Linked DNA regions of Oryctolagus cuniculus: region 2 is linked to region 1. A link is a contact called in public Hi-C data. All regions are on one chromosome and are shown on one strand. Each heading gives the region's core, a stretch centred on a gene start, on an enhancer-like site or on the middle of the called end of the contact. The rest is flanking DNA. Distances are from core to core; before and after follow the strand shown. Region 1 has its middle 75 kb from the start of ZFP36L1. Region 2 has its middle 11 kb from the start of ZFP36L1.

Region 1 (7,332 bases), core at 2,303-4,802:
CCCAAGCACCCATGGGCCGTGGGCCGTGGGCATCCTAGCCACCAGGCCTCTCTGTGGAAAAGGAAACAGAACAAAAGGACGAAGCCCTCCAGACTTAATGTCACCTCCGCAGGTCTTCCCTGAGCCAATGGTAACGGACCCACCGGTGCTCAGGACCTAAACTGTGCTGCCCTGGCTCCGGCAGCCCACTCCTGCCTCCTCGGGGTATTCCCGGCATCCTTTGCCCACCAGCCCCCGGGCCCTTGTGGGCATGTGCCCCATCTGCTGCCGGCCTGTCGTCCTGGGGTCAGTTGAGTGAAGGCAACTTCACGGCTCTTCAGTTATCACAGTTATCTCTGGTGTTTGTTAAAGAATCCTGATTCCTGCAATTAATTTTATGACCCAGTCATCATGGCTGCTTTTGCAATCGCCCAAGCCTCTCTCTGCATCCTAACCAGAGGCTAAGCCGGGACTACAGAGAGAGGAGTGGAAAGATCGCCCCCAGCTTCTCTCTGCCTCCTGGCTGGGAGTCCTGTTTAATAATCTCTCCGGTCTCTCGCATGTCACTGTCATTTGCTGTTTCTGGGGCACCTTATCAGGCCATCAGCCCTTCTTAGCGATCTTACTTCCACTGATTCGTGTTGAGCTGGGCCGGCTGTGGCCTCTGTTTGGATGTTCATGACACCTGTGGGTGCATCTGGCAAGCAGCCTTAGCACAGGTTGACTTGTGGGTTTCCTCCGAAAATGTCAGTGTGAAACAGGAAATGTGACTAAGAAAGGCTTCTTCCTCCACGCGGCCGCCCTTCACGAACTGGAAAAAAACACAAAAACCAGCACCTGTTTCCCAAAACAGCGAAACGTGGCCACGGAGGCTCAGGTGCAGAGTGAGCAGTCGCTCGTCAGCTCTGCTCTGTCTGGGCTCCCTGTCCTCACGCCAGCACGGGCAGGCGGCTCAGAGATCTGGGCAACCTTGCGGCTGATCGGGGAGGAGCATGGAGCCAGGAGCTGGAAGAGCTGGCTGGTGGGGCTCATGGGGAGAAGGGCAGAGCCAGGATGGAGTTGGGGGGCGGTCTCCCACTTCCCAAGCCACCTCCTTAAGCTTCCCGGAGGACCCCCACATCTTTCTTCCTGTTGCACACGAGCTGGGCGATGTTGCCATCAGTGGGCGTGCAACAGGATCCCAAGCAAATGCGTGTAGGATTCCTCCCTGGCTTCCTCCCCTTGATAGTTGCTACCCTTCAGATCATCTGGTTTGCAACCTAGTTTTGGTTTCCTGTTTATAAAATAGGAAAATAAGAGTTCTTACCTCATGGGGTTATCATGAGGTTAAAACAAATGGGTGCACATCAAACACTCAGCCCAGCCGTGGCGTGTGACACCTGCTCCCCTCCCGCCCCCGCCCTGTCACCGTCAGCTATTACTATTCTGGTGGGTTGGTTAGCTCTCCCCTTGCTCTATTCAATTCCACAAGACTTTGGCACCGACCAGGGGCTTCTCTGGGGCTGTGAAAGCAGCCACGATGAGGCTTCAGTTTTAACCCTGGCCACTCCTCTCCAGCCAGCAATTTTCTTCCAACCTGAAAGAAATAATAGAGGGTGCAGGGCGGAGTGGACACTGATGGGGTTTAGGGGCGTCTGTTTGCACACCCAGAGGGAGCCCTGTTCGTGGTGGGCCTGTTCTGGGGCCGAGTGCAGCACCCACCCCCGGAAGACGCTGCACGGCTGCCTCTCGGCATCACTGGTACTGAGTGGGAGTGGGTGTGGCAGCCGCTGCAGGTTCAAGGGGGCTGAGTCCCAACCTGACTCCTCCTTCAGCCGCTGCACCTGACTCTCCAGGCCTTTGTCTCTAGGCCGGGAAATTCCTGAGTGCCAGTTGGTGGGGGCTCAACCCCAACCCCAACCCCAAAAGGCACACGGACGTGTCTCTCCTGAGCATGGGGTTGCCCCAGGATGCCTCACAGCCTCCTAAAAATACAGTCTTGCCACACCAGGGCTGGCTGGAGGGTCACGGTGCCGAACTCCTAGGCGGGGGTGAGCCAGAGCTACGGCTGCCCGTGTGAGATTTGCATGGGGCTTTTGTCTATTGCACACGACTGTGCATCGTGTCCCAAGTCAGTCCATGGTAGTTCTCTTTCCCCAGCTGCCACAGCCCTGGCTCAGGCGTCCTCTTTTGGAAACGAGACAGGTGTGCGTAGGTAACAGAGATACCCTTTGCATTATTGTTTGCTGCCCAAGAGTAGTTTCTTTTCTCTATTATTCTTTTATTTTTTATATTTTTTATTTTTCTTTAATTTATTTGACAGATAGAGTTATATTCAGTGAGAGAGAGAGACAGAGAGAAAGGTCTTCCTTCCATTGGTTCATCCCCTAAATGGCCGCTACGGCTAGAACTACACCTATCCAAAGCCAGGAGCCAGGTGCTTCTTCCTGGTCTCCCATGCGGGTGCAGGACCCAAGCACTTGGGCCATCCTCCACTGCCCTCCTGGGCCACAGCAGAGAGCTGGACTGGAAGAGGGACAACCGGGACTAGAACCCGGCGCCCATATGGGATGCTGGCGCTGCAGGGGGAGGATTAGTCAAGTGAGCCACGGTGCCGGCCCCTCTCTATTATTCTTGATGAACTTGATATAGGCAGACAGAGAGGATCAAATTGGTTAGATTTGTAAGCTGGAGAGCACGCCCCCTGAGTGATCCCATGCTCCTACCTGATCTCACCTGGACGCCCACCTGCCAATCAGACTAGGTAACGACCACGTTGTCTGGTCTATGTGAGCCGGCATGCAGAATTCTTCTCTGCGTAAAAGGCAAGAACCCACGAAGATTATTAATATTAAAATTTATTAATAACCTGGGCGATATAAAAATCACGGGCAGTCCTTACTTGAATGCGCTGGACATTGGGAAGGGGCGAATGCTGTTCTTACAAGGGATCCAGATAATCCCTAGGTTCTTTAAGGATCCCTACCTGGAATCCACTTGGTCTTAAAAGAGCAGTGGCCCAGACTTTCATGCCAATTTGCATGATTTGCAATGTAATGAAATTCCCAAGTAGAAAGAACTGTTTGATAAGTGGGATTGCAAAGTGTTCCTCATGTATTAACTCAGTACGTGCAAACGTAGCGTCTTCATGTTCCTGTTTCTTGCCTCTGCAGGACTGGGAAGAAACGGTAGGGGGAGAAAAGCAGGAGCCGCTCTGTGGGGCTTGCGCGGTGGAGGAGCAGCTCCCAGCATCTCATTTCCGGAGACCTTCTGGGCCCCAGAAAATGGCTCTCAGCTGTCCCTGCAGTGCTGCCCCCGCCCCCCACCCCCGCCAGCCCCTACGGGCACCGCGAGCACCCCCAGGCTCCCAGCCTCCTGGGTGTGGGTTGGGGTGAGGAAGCCTGTGCGGCCAGGGCTGGGAGCCTCCCACCGCGGTGGAGCTGAGCCGACCACACCGCCTGTCTCTCCCAATTAGCTCCCCAAAGGGAACAAAGCCTCATTTCTTTTCCTCTCTTCGTTCCCAGGCACTGGCTGGGGAGAAACAATCCCTGGCAGCTCAGGGGTTAAAACCAAAACACAGTGAGGGGGAAACCAGCCAGGCAGCTGCAGCGGCTCCTCTGAGCCACTCCTGGCCAAACAGAGGCCCCAGCAACTCCTTGGAGACTTGAACCCTGGGCGATGGAATTTCCCCTTGCATGGAAGCTATTGTCCCCTAGCAAGGGCCAGGGCCAGCGGAGGGCCCCAGGACGGCTCCCCAGGCGCTGCAGCCGGGGGACTCCTGAGAGCCCCAGGGCTCTGTCCCACCCAGCTGGGCCTGGGTGAAAAGGCAGTGGGGGTGCACCCAGCCTCCCGCCCTGGGAAAAAGGGGGGCTCCCATGGGGGCTTCCAAAGGCCTGGGCACCAGTTGCCCCACTCCTCAGCCCTGGCCAGCCAGCCAGCCACTGGGATGGAATAAAAGGCTCGGTTCCCTTGGCAACCGCGGGGTCTAGAGTTTTCAGAGTACAAGCTGGGCTTGGGGGAGGAAGAGAGGTGGGGGTGGGGGCGGGGAGGGGGAGGCCCCGCCTGATTGCCAGTGCTGTTTGAGTTTGCATCTCAAGGGGAGTCCTTGCAGGCTGTGGCCTGGGAAACGCAGGCTCCCCTGAGTTTGTGTGTGTGGGGGCGGGGTGGGGGCACCCCTCACTGCTCCTCAGTCCCTGGTGGGAACACGACTTTGCAGGCGCCCGCATTCGCCTCGTGGACGGCCCAGGAGCGCTCCGCCGAGCCTGTCTTCAGAGGCAGCCGGGGCCGGCCCTGCTTTATAACTGGACACCCTGCAAGTGTTGACGGATGCTCCAGCCCGCAGAGAGCTAGCCATGAGGCGGAGATTAGAATAGCAGGCGCCTGTCTCCCGGGCCTCATCTCGCTGGAAGAGACAAAGCTATTTTTAATATCGAGCAGGAGAGCTGCTGAAGCCGTGTCGTAGAGCAGAGCCTGGCCCCACGGTGTCTCCAGCACTACCTGCCGGGAGAGGGGCTTAGGGACAGGCTGGGCCTCAGTGGCCCCGGGTGATAAGAGACAGAGGACTTTGTCCCTTTGTGGTGAGGGGGCCTAGCATGTTGTCATGAGCACCCAGACTCTGGGGTCACGCCTCTGGGATTGTGCGCTGGGAGGGCTCCCAACCCGACCCTCACACAAGTGCCTCCTTTCTTTTCTTTTTCTTTTTTTTTTTCTTTTTTTTTTTGGACAGGCAGAGTGGACAGTGAGAGAGAGAGTGACAGAGAGAAAGGTCTTCCTTTTGCCGTTGGTTCACCCTCCAATGGCCGCCGCGGCCAGCGCACCACGCTGATCCGAAGCCAGGAGCCAGGTGCTTCTCCTGGTCTCCCGTGTGGGTGCAGGGCCCAAGCACTTGGGCCATCCTCCACTGCACTCCCTGGCCACAGCAGAGAGCTGGCCTGGAAGAGGGGCAACCGGGACAGAATCCGGCACCCCGACCGGGACTAGAACCTGGTGTGCCAGTGCCGCAAGGCGGAGGATTAACCTAGTGAGCCGCGGCGCCGGCCACAAGTGCCTTTCATGGTCTTCATTTATTCCCCTTCCTCCATGAGTTCACAAGGCTCAGACAGGTTCTTTTTCTTTTTTTAAAATAAACAACCTAATTTTTTAAAAAATTATTTATTTATTTGAGAGGTAGCGTTACAGCAGTGAGAGGGAGAGACAGAGAAAGGTCTTCCTTCTGTTGGTTCACTCCCCAGATGGCCGCAACGGCCAGAGCTGCGCCAATCCGAAGCCAGGAGCCAGGAGCCAGGAGCTTCTTCCAGGTCTCCCATGTGGGTGCAGGGCCCAAGCACTTGGGCCATCTTCCATTGCTTTCTCAGGCCACAGCAGAGAGCTGGATTGGAAGAGGAGCAGCCGGGACTAGAACTGGTGCCCATATGGGATGCCGGCACTGCAGGTGGAGGGGTAACCTACTGCGCCATGGCACAGGGCCCCATCAGACAGATTCTTGAATAAAATTATTTATTCAAGAGGGAGAAAGACAGACAGAGACAGTTACCATGCACTGGTTCACTCCCCAAATGCCCACTGTGGCTGGGGCTGGGCTGGGCTGAAGCTGGGAACTGGGAACCTGGTCCAGGTCTCCGTGCGGGTGGCTGGCAGGCATCCAGGGACTTGAACCATCACTGCTGGCTCCCAGCCTTGTCAGGGAGCTGGAGCCTGGAGCTGGAGCTGGGACTCAAAGCCAGGCACTCTGATGTGGGGCGGGAGAGTGCCACCCTCGCTGAGCTAAACGCCCACCCCCCACAAGGGAAGCAGAGTAGGTTGCTATGGAGGCTTAGGAAGAGTGGTGAACGGCGTCTATCAATGCCCTATTTGGGAATCTTAAGATGAAAACCAAAGCAAACCCCTCTGTGGTGTGGGCTCTACTCCTGGGGCTCCCGGCTGCTTTGAGGGTGCGGGGGTGGGGAGAGGCTGTTGGGGGAGGGTCTGCATGTTTCCCTGAGAGGGTGGCTGCCTCCCTCACGTGCACACTTCCTCCAAGGCGAGGCTCCTGTGGGTGGGGCTCCTGGGAAAGACACAGTCTAAGGAAACCTGAGCCGAGCAAGCACCTGGGTGGTAGGTCGCTGGGCGCAGGTCCCTGGGCGCAGGTCCCTGATAAAGCGAACCTCTTGAGGTGATCCCGGGGCTGCTTTGCACACATGACCTTTGGCCCAACAGACAGCCACCTGCTTTAATCATCATAATCAAATAATAATAATAAAAGGATCAAGGGATCACTTATCACCTAATTTACTTACAAGTCAGGGCAACGGCAGAACAACAACCCAGGTGGAAAATAACAGGGGTCTTCAAAAAGGTCCGCACAAAATGCTTGTTGTGACAGAACACACGGGGATTTCAAAATTTTTTTTGCACCCAAATAAACTGACCTTTCCGTTCCCCTTTTCCATGACTGTTGAAGTGTCCTGTGCGCCGAGGTTAGCAACACAGAGAAGAGGAGCTATAAGCTCACCTTTGCTGTTTCGCAGGTGTCCTAAATTTTAGGACAATTTGATAACGTTGGTGTCATTGTTACTCCCATTTTGTAGATGAGAAAACTGAGGCCTGGTTAGGTTAACTGATGCGAGCCCATCACGTGGCTGAAGATGGAGAAAGCTGGGTTGAGAATCCCGTTTGATGATCCTGGTTCTGCACAACAGCACACAATCCGAGCGCTTCCAGTTACCACATCTCACTTAGTTCTCCGAACTGCATCTACAGCGAAGGCTTGGGAGGCCTTGGAGTTTGAGTGACTTGTCCCACACCCCTGGATGCGGTGCTGCCGGGCCTGTTCCAGGGGCTTTCCCCACAAAGACCTGTTTCCTGGTTTCAAGGTCCGCTCATATTTCTCAGGAGATTTTGACATCTGCCGTACACTTGTTGGTTCGTTCAGACATTCAGCTAATCCTGGCTGTAGGCTTATCAAGAACAAAGCAGGCCGGCGCCGTGGCTCAACAGGCTAATCCTCCACCTTGCGGTGCCGGCACACGGGGTTCTAGTCCCGGTCGGGGCACCGGATTCTGTCCTGGTTGCCCCTCTTCCAGGCCAGCTCTCTGCTGTGGCCAGGGAGTGCAGTGAAGGATGGCCCAAGTACTTGGGCCCTGCACCCCATGGGACACCAGGATAAGTACCTGGCTCCTGCCTTCGGATCAGCTCAGTGCGCCGGCTGCAGTGGCCATTGGAGGGTGAACCAATGGTAAAGGAAGACCTTTCTCTCTGTCTCTGTCTCTGACTGTCCACTCTGCCTGTCCAAATAAATAAATAAATAAATAGTAAAGGAAAAAAAAAAGAACAAAGCATTGAAGGGAAGGAAAAACAAATCAGAGTTTTAAGAAGTCATGGTGCTTGGCCGGCGCC
Region 2 (7,332 bases), core at 2,191-4,690, 64 kb before region 1:
AGGCGGTTAGAAGACAACGGGCCTCCACAGCTGCCCAGTGCTCTAGGCTGGCAGCATGGGAGCAATGCGCACCCAGCACTGACAGGCGACACCCCACCCACCCCACCCCCGCCCCGTCTCGTGCTCCCGTGGGAGTCGAAGGGCAGTGGGGCAGAAGGGTCAAGCTTGCTTTGTTGGTCGATTTCATGGGCACAAAGTCCCCTTCCCCAGCCCCTGGCCTGGGCCCTGGGGCGGACTTAGAATGAATGGGTGTGGGAGTCCATTGGATCATGAAGCACCGGTTCCCGAAGGGGCAGAGAGGTCACAGCAGGAGGAAGAAGGGACCTTGGGGCCCTTGGACCAGAGTTCAAATCCCAGCTCCGATGGGTGAATGAGTCAGCCTTGGGCTTTTCAGCCGATCCCAAGGGGTTACTGTGGCGAGCAGATGACCCCGTCGCTGTGTCAGTTCTTCCTAAGTGTTGCGGGTTCTTCTAAGAACCTGTGTCTTCACTCACAGTGACTCAAGGAAGAAGTCCCCCGTTTCATGTATGGAGACACTGGGGGGCCGAGAAGTTCAGACTTGTCACACTGAGAAAGTGTCAGGACTCCTGCCCAGGCAGGCCAGCCCCACGGTGGGCTTCGCCCCTGCAGTGTCTGGGACACAGAGCACACTTGGCACTGTCCCTGGCACACAGTAACTGCACATTGACCAGGTTAGCTGCCGGCTCCCTTGGCCCTTAGTGCAGAACCTGCTGGAGCCCCACAAGCAACCAGTAGGGTTGGATGGCTCAGCACACACCCTCCAGCCAATGTCATGAACTCACGCCCCACGAGGCTCAAGATTGCAGTGTTGGGAGGAGGGGACCCGGGAGGTGGGGCAGGCCACCCCCTTGGACTTTCCCCTTCTCTGCTTGCCGTGAGTTGGCTTCGTTAATGATCCACAGACCAGAGGGTGCCCCAGGGCCGCCTTGGGGAGTTGGCCTTGTGCCCTTCTTCCCCTGGGGCCCCCCACCCCTGCGCTAGCCAACCATTGAGTCATGTCTGGCTAGGTTGGCCGGAGGCTACCTCAGTTCAGAGTAGGAGGCGGGTGGGCAGCCAGCTCTTGCCCACCCCTCCCCCTCTTCTGAAGGCCCTGCCCGCCTCTGCAGCGGCCAGCAGGGAGTCCCAGACCTGGGAAGCAGAACGAAACCTTGCCTCTTCTCCCGGTCAGGTCAGCACGGGGGGACGCACCTCTTGGAGGTGCCTGGTCTAAGGGCTGACCGTGCTTTTTGAAAGAGTTCCAGTGTGGGTTACTGACAAGGAAACCGGTGTCTGGGGAGCTGGGGCAGGGGCTGCCCACGGAGAGCCACTGTTGGTCAGTGGACAGGAATCTCCTCCACGTTCGGGCTATTTGCACTTGTTTCAAAATCCTGGCAGAGCCCAGGTCTCAAGGTACAGGGCTGTGACGACTGTACCTGTGCTACCCGCCGGGGGTACGGTGAAAATAAATATTGGTGACGGCCAATTTGTTCACCCCCGAGCCCAGTCAGGTAACTGCCCCCTGACTCCCGGCTGAACCTCACGGAGAGGGAGCTCCTGACCACGTAGGCAGAGTTCATTTCTGCTGCTCCCCTGCTCTAGGGAGATGGGAGCTCTGTCGCCCATGGTAAGGAGCTGGTTTTGGAGTCTGAGGGATCTGGGTTCAAGTCCTGGCTCAGCCTCTGTGACCTTAAGCTAAAAACCCAGTGGGCAGGAATGGGTGTTTTGGGGGTGCAGTGGTTAAGCCCCTGCCTGGGGCACGTGCAGCCCATTTCTGAGCGCCTGAGTTTGAGTTTCAACTTTGTTTCCAACCCAGCTTCCCGCTAATGCACACCTTGGGAAGCGGCAAGTGATGGCTCATGGACTGGGGGTCCCTGCCACTCACATGGGAGACCCGGATTGGCTTCTGAGCTCCTGGCTTCAAGCTGACTTATCCCGGACTGTTGTGGGCATTTGGAGATTGAACCAACATATGGAAGATTCTACCATTCTCTCTCTTTTTTCCACTCTGCCTTAAATAAATAAATATTACATAGACTCATTTAAATGATAATAAAACTCAGTAAGCAGACCAGAGCCCTGCCATTTGCAAGCTAGAACGCTGATGCTGCTCCTACAATACACCTGGTTTAGAGTCACACCCGGAGTCCCATACAGCAACACCAGAGAGCACATGACCAGATACAACCACTCCGAAGAGCTGCAGGAAGGTAAAGCTGAGTGAGAAGCGGCAGCCCCCAAAGAGCCCATAGCGTAGGAGTTCACACCCACGAAGGCCACAAACGGGCAGACCCCACCTAGGATGACAGAGATTGATGGGAAGACAGAGGGAGCGCATCGAAGTTCACGGAGCTGTGCCTGACGATCTGCACAAGTTTCCTCTGTGCGGTGTACGTCTCAGAACTAAGCACCTACAGATCTGTGTGAGTTTCCAATACTGCATGCAAGAGGCAAACAAAAAGAAGAGAGTATGGCCGGCGCCGCGGCTCAATAGACTAATCCTCCGCCTGCGGCACCGGCACACCGGGTACTAGTCCAGGTCGGGGCGCCGGATTCTGTCCCGGTTGCCCCTCTTCCAGGCCAGCTCTCTGCTGTGGCCAGGGAGTGCAGTGGAGGATGGCCCAAGTGCTTGGGCCCTGCACCCCATGGGAGACCAGGAGAAGCACCTGGTTCCTGGCTTTGGATCAGTGGGGTGTGCCGGCCACAGCGGCCATTGGGGGGTAAACCAACGGTAAAGGAAGACCTTTCTCTCTGTCTCTCTCTCTCTTTCACTGTCCACTCTGCTTGTCAAAAAAAAAAAAAAAAAAAAAAAAAAAGAGAGAGTAGTACCTGGCCTGTTAGACATGTGACAAACCGTGGCTGGTTTTGTGGTAGCGGCAATCACACAGTGTCAGTACCAGTTTGGGCCCCTTTTTGTGGAAGAAGGGAATGGACCTGGAGCAGGTGAGAAACTTGTCTGGGGAGAGGGGCCTTTGACTTAGTGGGTGGTTGCACCGAGTCCCCTAAGCCCTACGGCCACTCCGTGAACAGATGCAGCTTCTCTTCAGAGAAAGCCGCATCCACAGCCAGCCAGGCACAAGCAGGGTGACTCATGAATACACGCAGTCACCCACATTTCTCTTTGTGGGTTCAAAATAAATCTCCCGTAGCAAGTGGGCACCTCCCACACTTTGTCGGAGGCGGAGGGAAGCCAAGCCCCAGATGGCTGGGCTCCCAGGGGCTGGAGACAGGAGACCTGTGGCTGTCAGGCCAGCATCCAGGAGTCACTGTCCTGGGAGTCAGCCATGTGGGCCACTCTCCTGCCGGTCCCAGCCCACCCTCCCTGAGCCCGATGGTAGCTGTGAGGCCACAGAGAGGCCTGGCTGGCAGAGGTGGGCTGTGGGGGTGGCGGCCTGCCTGACCCAGCCTGTTTTCCTGGCCTTCAGGCTCAAGGGTACATGGAAGAGCAGCCCTCCAGCCTCCGATCCTGCAGCAGGGCTCTGGGGACGTGTTCTTGGCTCCTCATGGGAGACACCCAGCACGGTCAGAAGATCTGGCTGTGGCAGGCTCTGGGGACCTCAGTGTTCTGGGGAGGGCACAGCTTGAGGCAGCATTGGGGGGGCGTGTCTGGGGTGCAAGGGAAAGCCTTCTGTTTGTTTTAAATATTTAATATGGGGGGGAGAGAGAGATCCCATCTGCTGATTCACTCCCCAGATGCCCACAACAAGACATTCGGCTAGGCCAGGCCAAAGCCAGGAGCCAAGAACTCTTATCTGCGTCTCCCTTGTGGGCGGTGGGGAGTCAGCTCCTCCAGCCAGCACTGCTGCCTCCCAGGGTCTGCACTGGTGGGAAGCTGGAGCTGGGATCACACCCAGGCACCCCATGTGGGATGCGGGCGCCTTCACCAGCGTCTTACCCAGCAGGCTGAACTCCCGCCCTGTGAGGGCCTTCAGTCTCACAGCCGGGGCACCTCGCCTGCTTAGTCTCATTCCAGCCCCTTCCGGTAGGCCTGGGTTTCTGACCCTGCTCAACCACGGACAAGCTGTGTGACCTTGGGCAAGTTGCTTAGCTTCTCTGAGACTTGTTTTTCTCCTCTAAGCATGGGGCCCAGGAAGCTTACTCATCCTGCCCACACGGCAGGGCTATGGTGAGGATCGGATGAGATGCAGAGGAAGGAGTTTTGGAGTGAGAAGACCCAGGCCAGAGGCCCTGTTGAGAACGTGGGGACCAGCATTCACTCCTCAGAGACACAGAGCCTCTTCTCCAGTGTGTTTCTGTGTCGTAATCCGGTGGTTTGCTGGCCCTGCCTGCTCTCTGGGTTTCCTGTCTCCGAGTCACACGAGTCACACGTGGTGTGTCTGTTGCAGTTCACTTTAAAATTTACATAAGAAGGGGCTGGCTCTGTGGCGCAGTGGGTTAAAGCCCTGGTCTGCAGTGCTGGCATCCCATATGGGCGCCGGTTCTAGTCCTGGCTGCTCAACTTCCGATCCAGCTCTCTGCTATGCCCTGGGAAAGCAGTGGAAGATGGTTCACATCCTTGGGCCCCTGCACCCATGTGGGAGACCTGGAAGAAGCTCCTGGCTCCTGGCTTCAGATCGGCGCAGCTCCGGCCGTTGCGGCATCTGGGGAGTGAACCAGCGGATGGAAGACCTCTCTCTCTGTCTCTACCTCTTCTCTGTAACTCTTTCAAGTAAATAAAATAAATCTTTTTTTAAAAATAAAATTTATGTAAGAAAAAAATAACAGGAGCCAGCAGTGGCTGGAGCCCTCTGTCACTCAATCACATATCAGAGAACCTGCCAATACTTCCATTAGCCCCATTTTATAGACGGGGAAAGTCAGGCTAGGGAGAAGTTACCAGTCCCAGTTGCACAGCTGTACACCCCCAAGCCGGGACCCAGGTCTGTGCAACCCCCACACCCAGGCTCCCAGCCCCCACTTGAGGAGGGAAGCAAACATCGGGTTGCATGGGCTGCTCGGCTAGTCCAGGTCCCTGCTGTCCCCCTCCCCTGGAGCACCCCCCCCATCCTGGTGGAGAATGTGTCTCCTTCCAGCTCCTCCTTCCGGAAGGTGTCCCCATCCTCTCTGCTCACCCTCTGCTGCCCAGGGAGCTGGGGTGGGAAACACAGGCTGGACTTCTTCCCTGCCTCCTTTACAGACAGGGAAACTGAGGCACAACATGGGGAATGGCCCCTGTCGGCTGCACTGCAGCCCGGCTGTTGAGGGAGGGAATCCTGGTTTAATCCCCGAGGGTGGGGGGTGGGGAAGCTGGGGTGCAGCCGCAGCCTTTCCGACCAGCTACCAGCACCAACGCCTCCCTGAAACTCGTGACCTTGGGGCCTGCTCTGGAAGCCAGCAGGATGGTTGCTGGGCTTGGTGGTCCCTGTTTCAAGGTCTTTTTTTTTTTTTTTGTGATTTATTTGCATTTTATTTGAAAGGCAGAGACAGAGACAGAGAGAGATCTTCCATCTACTGGTCCACTCCCCAAATGCCTGCAACGGCCAGGGCTGGGCCGGGCCAAAGCCAGGAGCCTGGAACTCAATGTAGGTCTCCCACATGGGGGGCGGGGGCCCAAGTATTTGCGTCATCAGCTGCTGCCTCCCAGGGTGCACACTGGCAGGAAGCTGGCATGGACGCCAAGTAGGCGGGACTCAAGCCAGGCGCTCTGACGCAGGAGGCCTGCCTTGGAGCCTTCCCTCTTGAGAGATATTGGCTGTAATGATTCAATTGCAACCAGCAGTCCCCCTTCCACCCAAAGAACTTGTTTCTAGGGGTCCAACTTGGATCTAGGGGTCCAAGGGAGCAAATGTAGGCGCTCAGGGCTCTAGCCTGAGTGGAGAGAGGAGGAAGGAGACAGCAGCCCATCAGCACGGATCCTCACCCTGCCTTTGCCTCTTCTGTCCCCGGTTGCTGACCCGTGTGCTGCCCCCACACAGAGTGCACGGAGGCTCTGGGGGCAGCGGGCAGCCGGTTCAGACTTTGGGCCCCAGGTGAAAGCTGGTTCCGTGCTGTCCTGGAGTCTGCTTCCCCCTCGGCATCCTGCGGCTCTGCCTAGGTTTGGAGCTGCCGCTGCTGCTCCCTGCACAGAGGGTGACACCTGCAGCTCAGGTGCAGAACTCTTGGTGCGTGGTCAGGTCAGATGTGCTGGGAAGGTTTCTGGGGTGCAGGGCTGCATGGAAATGGGGGGGTAGGGAGCAGCACTTTCCCTTTGTAGACCTGCTGTAGGTATCCCTGGGGCGGGGGGAGCTGGAGTCTGTCCCAACATACAGCAGACCTGCTGAACCATGCGCAGCCTGGCACCAGGCCCGGAGGGCACCAGTGTCACCCTGACCCTCACTTGCTGGTGGCCCTGGATGGTCACTTCCAATCTCCAGGCTAGAGTTATAGGCGGAAGGGAGTTGGCCCGTCCTGTGAATGAAGTCAGGTGACTCACATGGACGGTCTGAGATTCTAGGAGATGGCTGGCTGAACATTCTTTCAAGTGGGGGTTTGAAATGCTTTGATGAAGTGTAGGTCAAATGGGAATGTGGAAGTCTACATAATATTTTCCCAAGCATCCTCCTTCAAATTAAAACATGGACATGGCTGTCCTATTTTAGGTCTTTTTTTTTTTTTTTAAAGACTTATGTATTTATTTGGAAGGCAGAGTTACAGAGAGGCAGAGGCAGAGGGACAGAGAAAAAGGTCTTCCATCCACTGCTTCACTCCCCAAATGGCTGCAATGGCCGGAGCTGGGCCAATCTGAAGCCAGGAGCCAGGAGCTTCTTCCAGGTCTCCCACGTGGGTGCAGGGTCCCAAGCACTTGGGCCATCTTCTACTGCTTTCCCAGGCCATAGCAGAGAGCTAGATTGAAAGTGGAGCAGCCGGGACTAGAACCAGCGCCCATATGGGATGCTGGCACTGCGGGTGGTGGCTTTACCTGCCACACCGCAGCGCTGGCCCCACAGGGCTGTACTTTGGACTGGAACGTGCTGCTTAACCTGTATTAGCTGACTGTTTCTGTGCAGACAATGAGTTACTCAAGTTTGAAGCGCCAGGGAGGGAGATGTTTTAGACAAGCGGAGCTGGACTTTGGAGGCAGTGAGCTGCCAGCGTTTGGTAATCTTCAAACAAAAGCTCAGTGCTGGGGGCTCCGTTGTGGCCAGCGGGCTAAGCCTCTGCTTGTGACACTGGCATCCCGTATCCGAGTGCCGGTTTGAACCTAGTCCCAGCTACACCACTTCTGACCCTGCTTCCTGCCTGGGAAGGCAGCAGAGGATGGCCCAAGTGTCTGGGCCCCTGCACCCATGCGGGAGACCTGGCTCCTGGCTTCAGCCTCACCCAGCCCTGGCTGCTGTGGCCAGTTGTGGGGAGAAT

The links. Hi-C and Micro-C count contacts between places; a contact is called where the count stands out from the background.
Region 2: a Hi-C map of an unstated tissue shows a contact between it and region 1, with 3 times the contacts expected there. The contact joins two enhancer-like sites. A contact is called at or near these places in 3 of 6 Hi-C or Micro-C datasets (psoas muscle, skin fibroblasts and an unstated tissue).

The regions. Positions count from the first base shown.
Region 1 is chr20:14,611,976-14,619,307 of mOryCun1.1, reverse strand. No RefSeq gene overlaps it. Among named protein-coding and RNA genes, the nearest start is that of ZFP36L1, 75 kb to the left of the region's middle. Within about 2 kb of position 3,552, at least 7 of the 8 cell types and tissues checked have an H3K27ac peak or open chromatin away from gene starts, as enhancers often do.
Region 2 is chr20:14,676,364-14,683,695 of mOryCun1.1, reverse strand. No RefSeq gene overlaps it. Among named protein-coding and RNA genes, the nearest start is that of ZFP36L1, 11 kb to the left of the region's middle. Within about 2 kb of position 3,440, at least 1 of the 8 cell types and tissues checked has an H3K27ac peak or open chromatin away from gene starts, as enhancers often do.